3 separate regions of the Mus musculus genome follow, and all the other regions are linked to region 2. Evidence: chromatin contacts called from public HiChIP or PLAC-seq data. All regions are on one chromosome and are shown on one strand. Each heading gives the region's core, a stretch centred on a gene start, on an enhancer-like site or on the middle of the called end of the contact. The rest is flanking DNA. Distances are from core to core; before and after follow the strand shown. Region 1 has its middle 39 kb from the start of Gm40661. Region 2 has its middle 27 kb from the start of Gm46401. Region 3 has its middle 61 kb from the start of Gm35615.

Region 1 (2,700 bases), core at 107-2,606, 300 kb after region 2:
GACCATCCAGAGACTGACCCACCTGGGGATCCATTCCATAGACAACCACAAAACCCAGACAGTATTGTGGATGCCAACAAGAGCTTGTTGACAGGAGTCTGATATAACTGTCTCCTGAGAGGCTATGTCAGTGCCTAATACAGAAGTGGATCCTCACAGCCATCCATTGGACAGAGCACAGGGAACCCAATGAAGGAGCTAGAGAAAGTATGCAAGGAGCTGAAGGGGTTTGAAGCCCCATAAAAGGAACAACAATATGAATTAACTAGTATCTCCAGAGCTCCCTGGGACTAAACTACCAATTAAAGAAAACACATGGTGGAACTCATGGCTCTAGCTACATATATAGCAGAGGATGGTCTAGTCTGTCATCAATGGGAAAAAAGGGCCTTGGTCTTGTGAAGGTTCTATGCCCAAGTATAGGGGAATGCCAGGGCCAGGAAGCAGGAGTTGGTGGGTTGGTGAGCAGGGGGAGGGGGATGAGGATAGGGGGCTTTTGGAGGGGAAACTAGGAAAGGGGATAACATTTGAAATGTAAATAAGGAAAATATCTAATAAAAAAATAGATTCACGTATAGCCCGAGCAAGAACTTAACTCCCAGTCTCAGTTTATCACAGGTTTACATAACTCCATGATCATCTTTGACTGCATATCAATAACAATGTGGCTCCAACATTTCCAGTAATTTCATTTGCTACATACACTGTGCAGAAAAAAAAATGCTCTCTACTTGGAGTTCTCAACAAGTCTGAGGAAATCAAGTTTGACCATAGAGTAGAATAATGTTCAATTGTCTCTTGTAAAGGTACCTATGCTACTACTTAAGTGCATATTCTCATATTGACCAGATTTATTATAAATTCAAACCACAGTTCAAATCGTAGTTTTTTAAACTGAGAGTTTAAACTCTCAAATTCAGAAACAAGGTATTATTTCCTAAAACTACACTAACTTAGCATGCTAATGGTAGAGATTTCTGTCTGTCTGCTGTGCTGTCACAGCTCTCTAAATGAAGGCCCACAGTAGTTTCTGAATAAAGAACTGGTGAATTACCAACAATGGAAAAGGCAATGATAGGACAGAAGATTATGTGCATGCAGAATCATGCCTTTGTACAACCCAGCTGTGGAATCTTGTTGTGTATTGCCCTGTGGAGAGCTATTTGTCAGGGCTCATTAGTCTTGGGTCATGTTGATTCTACTCATTATTTTTTTCATCCATTCAGATCCGTCTTCTTCTCCCACAAAGCCTCAGAACACCTTATCTCTCTGTAGCAACTCTTCTAGACATTTCCTTTTCTGCAGTGGAAGGAAGCGATTGCATGTGTTCAGACACATTGCCAGTTGCCAAGAAGGTCTATTTCTGGCTCTCTTCATTCATCAGCAGGAAGTACCCAAAGCAGTAGCAGCTAATCAGCATTTCGTGGACATCAACAAGTTTATATCTGCTGATGAGGTCACACTGTTTCACTAGTATTTCATGAACTCAAGGAAATCATGCAAAAATAATAAATACACTCGAAGGAAAGATGTAACATTATAGAATTCATCGGTCACTGGCCATAGGGGCACTCTTAATGGTGAGTAATTCAAATTGTTTCCTGGTTCAGTCTTATCACTCTGAGCCTCTGGTTTTCAAGGAAATAGGGAAACATGGAAAGTTCAGAAAACATTGAAAGAAAAACCAGCCTATTGTTTCAATTCCTTAGGAAAGGAGGCACAAATAAAAAATTTTATTCTTTGATTATCACTTTGGAGGGTTGATTATCAGCATTTTGAAAGTGAAAGCCATGCTCCATCAGAAGAGGATAGCTCATATTCCACTCAGAAAGATAAACCTGTCAGCATACACATCCCCAAGGTATTTGCTTCTTCCCATTCTTCGTGGGGAACTCTTGACAGTTAACAGTCATTGGAGGAAGGAGTATTATTTTCATGAGTGGCATAGCCGGTGACAAATCATTCTTATTGTAGTAAATAAGCTCCTCCCCTTACCCAGGCAGAAACACTCTCATTATTCAGAGTCCCTGAAGAAACTGACAAACAGTCAAAGGAGGCCCTTGTTCCCTCAAGCAGGAGAGGGAGGATGGAAGGAGGGTGCAATTGTGACTGAAAATCCAGGTCTGTGAATCAGTCTGGCAAACAATAAAATAACATAAAGAAGGAAAGGAAAGGTTTTTGTGTTGATATATAAATGGGTGTCAAGTTCTTCTTCTCTGTTTGAAAGAAGACTAGCTGATAAGTCCCTTGTTTTACCAGATTATAGTACTATAGGGAGACATCACTCTTTTCTTTTTCTTTTCTTTTCTTTTCTTTTCTTTTCTTTTCTTTTCTTTTCTTTTCTTTTCTTTCCTTTCCTTTCCTTTCCTTTCCTTTCCTTTTCTTTCTTTCTTTTTTTTTTTCCAAAAAACAAAACTGTGTTTCCTTTCCTTTTATGTGTTTGTGCCAGAAGCATCTGGCTGACTAACCCAGTCTCTGGCTCAGTTTCTTTTTGTTATTGCCCCTTCCTGAGCCTCTTGCTTTTCCAAATGCTGGAAGAAGAAATCCGACTTCCAACATCTGGGCGTATTCCCTCAGCTGTGCAAGGTTTGTGAAACTTATACTTTTTTAAAATCAGACCCAGAGTAATGAAAGCCTTCACATCAGCAGAGCAGAGAGGTCATGGTGGGGACCAGCTCACAACAGATTTTATAGCTGTTG
Region 2 (2,700 bases), core at 8-2,507:
ATGACTCAACAGACCTCTCATAGCAGCCTGTGTGTGCCATCCTTCCTCAGATGGCAGTTCAAAATAGGGTGTCATATTCGAGCAATCTGAAGTTTCTAATATATAAGGGAAGTAAGTGAGATGGAAAGATGCAAACATTGAAGAGATGTAGGGAAGAAAAGAAAACAGAGGGGGAGAGGGAGCATAGAAAATAGCTTATTTAGCAAAGTCATTGTTGTTTAGAGAGAAGATCTCTGATAGCTCAGGTTGCCCACGAACTGGGTGACGTGGGGCTGAGGATTGTGGTGACCTGGAACTCTTTAATTTTCTTGCTTTCTTCCTTGGAGTCCTGGGTCTACAGGCTGGTGAACATGACCTTGGTTTAAGGTGGTACTAGAGATTCAATCCCGAGCCTGTGGTCTGCTATGTCAGCACTCTACCTACTGAGTCCAGCACAAAACAACGTCTGCATATTAGTTGCACAAGAGTAAACGCTATGCCAAAGTTTTCTCTCATAACCCTCCCATGACAGAGCTAAATGGATAGTTTCAAAAGAGTGGCCAAGTGGACTAAAGGCTATTTGAATCTGTAGGCTTTAGAGCCTGCATATAGAAGAATATAGGAGAGACTCTTGACAGGGAAATGTAGGACTAAGAGATACTAGAGGATAAAGGGAGAGTAGTGAAAGTCCACTGACTAAGGAAAGCATTCGAAAATGAAATGTTGAATTATGGTCATGGTACTTGAGCTGGCTCCTAGTGACAGGAAGTTTAGGTTCAGGTCTGATTTAGAAATATATAGAAAGTTCTCCCTGCCTTCACGTTGCCCCAAGCTCTCCAGTGTTTCTGGAGCTAAGGAGTTTGTATATATCACGTTCCACGCATCTGAAGACATACAAGAATGAGTGCAGGAGCACTTCCTGCCTCTTCCCGTTTTCTAGCAGGCACTTTTCTTGGGAGGAGACCTAGACCTCAAGATGCAGCAACAGACCAGTTTCAGGTTACAGCATCAAAGGCTATTTGATCAGAGACACTGCATTCTTGGTTACTCTCCACGTTTGCTCAATTGAGCAAATTTTTTAAAAAGATTTTTTACATTTTTGATTTCTAAATATGATCCAGACAGTTCTGAATGTCTAGTTGGATATGATCAAATGATCTGTGGTTCTGGTAAAGATCCTTGGAAACTGATGACACAAACTGCAGAGGAGAAAGAGAAGTTGGTCTCCTTCAACATCTTCATTCTGAGTGAACATCACACTTCCCCAAACACAGTTTGGGGCTCAAGCCAGTATTGCTTTTTCAAACCACTTATTTGGCCCTATGAGTTAGACAACCTGAGGCCAGTGAAGGGCAATCTCTTCTTTCAAAGGAGCAGAGATGCATACTCCCCATTTCGTTTCCTTCTGCCTTTCCTTTTTTCCTTTCTTCCTCCCCACTTCCTCCCTTCATCCTTCCTTCCTCATTCCCTCTTCCTCCCTTCCTCCCTCCCTCCTTCCTTCTTTCCTTCTTCTTCAGTTTCTTCCTCTTTCCCTCCTTCCTTCTTCTTCCTTTCTTCTTTCCATCTCCCCCGCCCCTCTCTCCCTATTTCTTTTAGTTTCCTTTGCCTCCAGCGTTTCATCTGAACTGGAAACATCTGATGACTTTCCACTTCTCCTGAGCCTTTCTTGGTCAGTTCGTGGTTCAGCCACAGATCCATGTACAACTGAAATGACAACCTCTTGCATTTACTCCTTCCTCATTTGCTCTCAGACCTCTGGTTATGCGTGAGGGTGTGGGAGAGACTGCACACACCACTAACACAGCCCTCCCTCCTCCCTCCACAAGAGCTCCCTAACGAACTGAAGACCTCCATCAAGACATGGTTGCCCCCCAAATGCCCCTGATGGAAGACACTGGGGGGACCTTGATGGTCTTAGAGCAGCGGTTGGTCATCAGGGCTGTATACAAATGCCCAGAGGCTGGACTCAGCAATAAACTTGTTTCAGGAAATGAAAGACGGAACCCATGGTTTCAACCAAGTTAGGGCAGAACTGAAAGTCTGCAAATAAAACTTATAGATCCTTAATCACAGCTTTCGCTCCACTCAGGTGGTAGAAAAACAATGTCGTTCTCTAAGAGACTGTTTTTTTTTTTTTCTTCAAGACCTCTTGAATAAACACACCGTGTAAAAATATTTATCATGTCAATATGGTTTAATAAGCATTCATTATTTATTGGGCTTCTGAGTGCTTAGGCAATACTACAATTAACTTTGCAGATTTGATTGGTTTTGATTGGAGGTCATTGGAAGGCAAGCTTGTACTTGTCTTAGCAGAAACAGGCAGAGCAATAGGCTGGATTGAGGCCTGAGAATGTTTGAGCAAGTCCCAAACTCTCTGGGAAATAAAAACCGTAACAGCTCCATAGTTGAATTAAGTACGAGATAAAAATCACATTGGCAAGAGCAGCGAACACCAGGATCAAACCACCTCTCAAACAAATTATTCCAGGAATAAATTAATCTCCCTGATGCTCATCTGCAGAACCGATGTGAAAGAGTTGTCACTTCCATGCTTGTCACTCACGGGGCTCAAGATTCCAACACACTAAACAGACCCTGCAGCAGGAGGACAGTGAGCGACACTTTCTAGTAATGTTTCACTCTGTCTAGTTACTACCACCCAGAGCATTCTTTTTCCCTGAATAATTCTTTGATTTCCTCTAGAACAATTATATTCTG
Region 3 (2,700 bases), core at 164-2,663, 340 kb before region 2:
TGATTGACTTTGAGTGTCTGCATCTGTCTTAGGTGCTGGCAAAGCCTCTCAGAGGACAGCCATCCTAGGCTCTTGTCTGCAAGCGGTCCTTGGCATCAGCAAGAGCGTTGGGGTTTGGTTCTGTGGATGGGATGGATCCCAAGTCTCTGCTCCATTTCTCTTCGGACCCTGCATTTTCTTTAGACTGGAACAATCCTGGATTGAAATTTTTGAGACGTGTGAGTGGCCCCTTTCAAGGAGGAAAGTTTTGATCCATTCCTTTTTAGCCATTTTTAGACTACTAGAGTTGCCTGCTCTCAGGAAAAAAAGTAATTCTGGAGACGAAGAAAGAAGCGCTGTAGGATTCCAAGCACCATGTTCGACTCTCACACACTTTGCATCCCCAGGACCACTGTCTCCCCAGAGTCTGCCCAGCTGTGTAAAAAGCCCATCCATCCATTATCATCCATTATCAAATGGAAGGCATCCAGACCCTTGGTGAGAAGCGGGAGAGTGCTAATGTCCACACAGGGAAAATTATTGACCATGAACTGAGAAGTTTTTTTTTTTTCCTATTCTCCTCCCTGTGATTAGAATTACTAATTAGGTCAACATGAAATTAAAATGATTGCAAGACTGAAACATTTGAGGAAGAATCTCTTAAAGTCCATTTTTCATCACTGAGCTGAGACTAAATTATGCTGTCAAAGTGCCATATTATTTCAAATTAGCCAAATTAATTAATCTACTCAGTCCTTGGCTATATTAATCATCTGTTTTAGGATTTTTTTTTTTTTAGAGAAAGAATGTGACTTTCTCAGTTTAGTGCACATAGATTTAGTGCACATAGATGAACTTCTCTGGAAGGTAGTGTCCCTTTCTGTAAAATCTGTTTTGTTGTTGTTGTTGTTGTTGTTGTTTTGTTTTGTTTTGTTATGTTTTTTAAAACTAGGCAGTGATAGGATTCCATCAAACACAAATTATATTTCAAGTTTCTTTTGTTTGTTTCTTTGTTTGTTTGTTTTTTCAAGACAGGCTTTCTCTGTGTAGCCCTGGCTGTTCTGGAACTCACTCTGTAGACCAGGCTAGCCTGGAACTCAGAAATTTGCCTGCTTCTGTCTCCCAGGTGCTTAAAGGCATGTGCCACCACACCCGGCTTCAAGTTTCTTATTTTTTAATATTTATTTTTATTGGTTTTACAGTATATGTATATATGTATGCCGTGTATAGGGCCATCTGTGTGAGTGCAATGCTTCTATTCTCTAGAACTAGGCATTGAATACTCTGGAGCTAGAGTAATATGCTATTATGGGCATATTGGTCAATGTGGATGCTAAGAACTGAACTTGGGTCTTTTCCAGCATGGAAGCCCCTGTTTCTGCTTGCATTTGAAAACTTCCCCTTTTCTAGTAAGATTGCAGGCAGTAGCTTACTGCCACTTTTCCTTCTTGACACTGAAATGCGTTAAATAGATTGCTTCATACTTGGTGCAACATCTATGATGGTTCTCTTTTGTACATCAGAGATCTGATAGAGAGTCATTCTTGGCTACAGTGACTTTCAATTGTCCATCAATGTCCATTAAAGCTGAATCACTGATAAAGAAGGAAAGTGATTGACCAGCTTACCTGCCACAGCATGGTCTCTGAGGGATTCAAAATGATAGACTAATTTGAATGTTTAGGAACTGTACAAATATCATTTGTATCATGATGAACTCCATATAATCTGTCAGGAATGCTGTTCATGAAAACAGACACCAGGCTTCCTCATTAGCTATCTCTCCTTTGTAAAGTTGGCTCTACAATTATCAAAAATTTTAAAACAGTTGTAATTTTGTGTTTTTAAAACAGAGCCTGTGTCTGCTACCTGGGTTGACTTTCAGCTTATGGGTTCAAGTGATCCTCCTGTCTCAGATCCTGAGTATCTCTAGCTATGTATGTGTGCCAATTTGCCTAACCATCAGCTTCTTTCAGATTTGAAAAGTAAATCATGTTTTTATTTTCTCATCACTGTGACATCATACTCGAGTTAATCAATTTCCAAAGAAGACATTGACTTAGGCTTATGATTTGAGAGATCATGATAGGTTGAGACCATCATGGTACCATAGGAATGTATTTACCTTAAGGTGGCTGGCAAGGATGGAGCAGGGAGAACAGAAGATCGAGATGGAAAGATAAAGAGACTTAGAAAACTGTGATTCCACAATGTAATATTCCTTACAAAGTTTTGCTTCTACTTGTCTTCTTCACTATGTACTCCCTCTAAATTCTATAACATTTTTTAGTAGCATTAAAGGTCTGGCAGCCAAGCCTTCAAAACATGATCCTTTAGGGGACATTTAAGTTTTAAAGATTAAAGAACATAACTTATAAATAAATGCCAAAGTTCATACTGATTTGATGACCATTCAAGATAATAGAGATATCCCAGACAATGAAACCATGTTACATCTGTATATATGCAACCATATAATTAGCGTTAGTCCATTCTAGCTGCTAGTTTCTTATACAGAATGTATGGACATAGTGTGTTAGCCCTTAGCATTTAGAATCCGTATTACTTTCAGTGTATACTGTGTCAAACTGTGTATGTGTGTGCATGCACATGTGTGTTGACTTAATCCCCAAATTTATAAGTATGGAATATATAGATGAGGGGTCTATGGAAGGCAATTAAGGTTTGTGAGAAATCATGAGGGTAGAGCTTTTACAGTGT

The links. HiChIP or PLAC-seq counts read pairs in DNA pulled down with a chosen protein or histone mark.
Region 1: an H3K4me3 HiChIP or PLAC-seq map of bone marrow-derived macrophages shows a contact between it and region 2, with 5 times the contacts expected there. The contact joins two enhancer-like sites. A contact is called at or near these places in 1 of 484 Hi-C or Micro-C datasets (LSK cells) and 4 of 115 datasets of contacts at active chromatin or transcription factors (bone marrow-derived macrophages, effector CD8 T cells, embryonic stem cells and 1 more).
Region 3: a contact with region 2 is called in an H3K4me3 HiChIP or PLAC-seq map of bone marrow-derived macrophages, with 4 times the contacts expected there. The contact joins two enhancer-like sites. A contact is called at or near these places in 4 of 484 Hi-C or Micro-C datasets (the BV-2 cell line, the G1E-ER4 cell line, bone marrow-derived macrophages and 1 more) and 3 of 115 datasets of contacts at active chromatin or transcription factors (CD8 T cells, bone marrow-derived macrophages and pancreatic cancer cells).

What each region holds. Positions count from the first base shown.
Region 1 is chr13:5,591,302-5,594,001 of GRCm38.p6, reverse strand. No RefSeq gene overlaps it. Among named protein-coding and RNA genes, the nearest start is that of Gm40661, 39 kb to the right of the region's middle. Within about 2 kb of position 1,356, at least 74 of the 459 cell types and tissues checked have an H3K27ac peak or open chromatin away from gene starts, as enhancers often do. A contact at or near this core is called in bone marrow-derived macrophages and microglia, where this site is marked.
Region 2 is chr13:5,887,493-5,890,192 of GRCm38.p6, reverse strand. No RefSeq gene overlaps it. Among named protein-coding and RNA genes, the nearest start is that of Gm46401, 27 kb to the left of the region's middle. Within about 2 kb of position 1,257, at least 111 of the 459 cell types and tissues checked have an H3K27ac peak or open chromatin away from gene starts, as enhancers often do. A contact at or near this core is called in bone marrow-derived macrophages and microglia, where this site is marked.
Region 3 is chr13:6,227,209-6,229,908 of GRCm38.p6, reverse strand. No RefSeq gene overlaps it. Among named protein-coding and RNA genes, the nearest start is that of Gm35615, 61 kb to the left of the region's middle. Within about 2 kb of position 1,413, at least 4 of the 459 cell types and tissues checked have an H3K27ac peak or open chromatin away from gene starts, as enhancers often do. A contact at or near this core is called in bone marrow-derived macrophages, where this site is marked.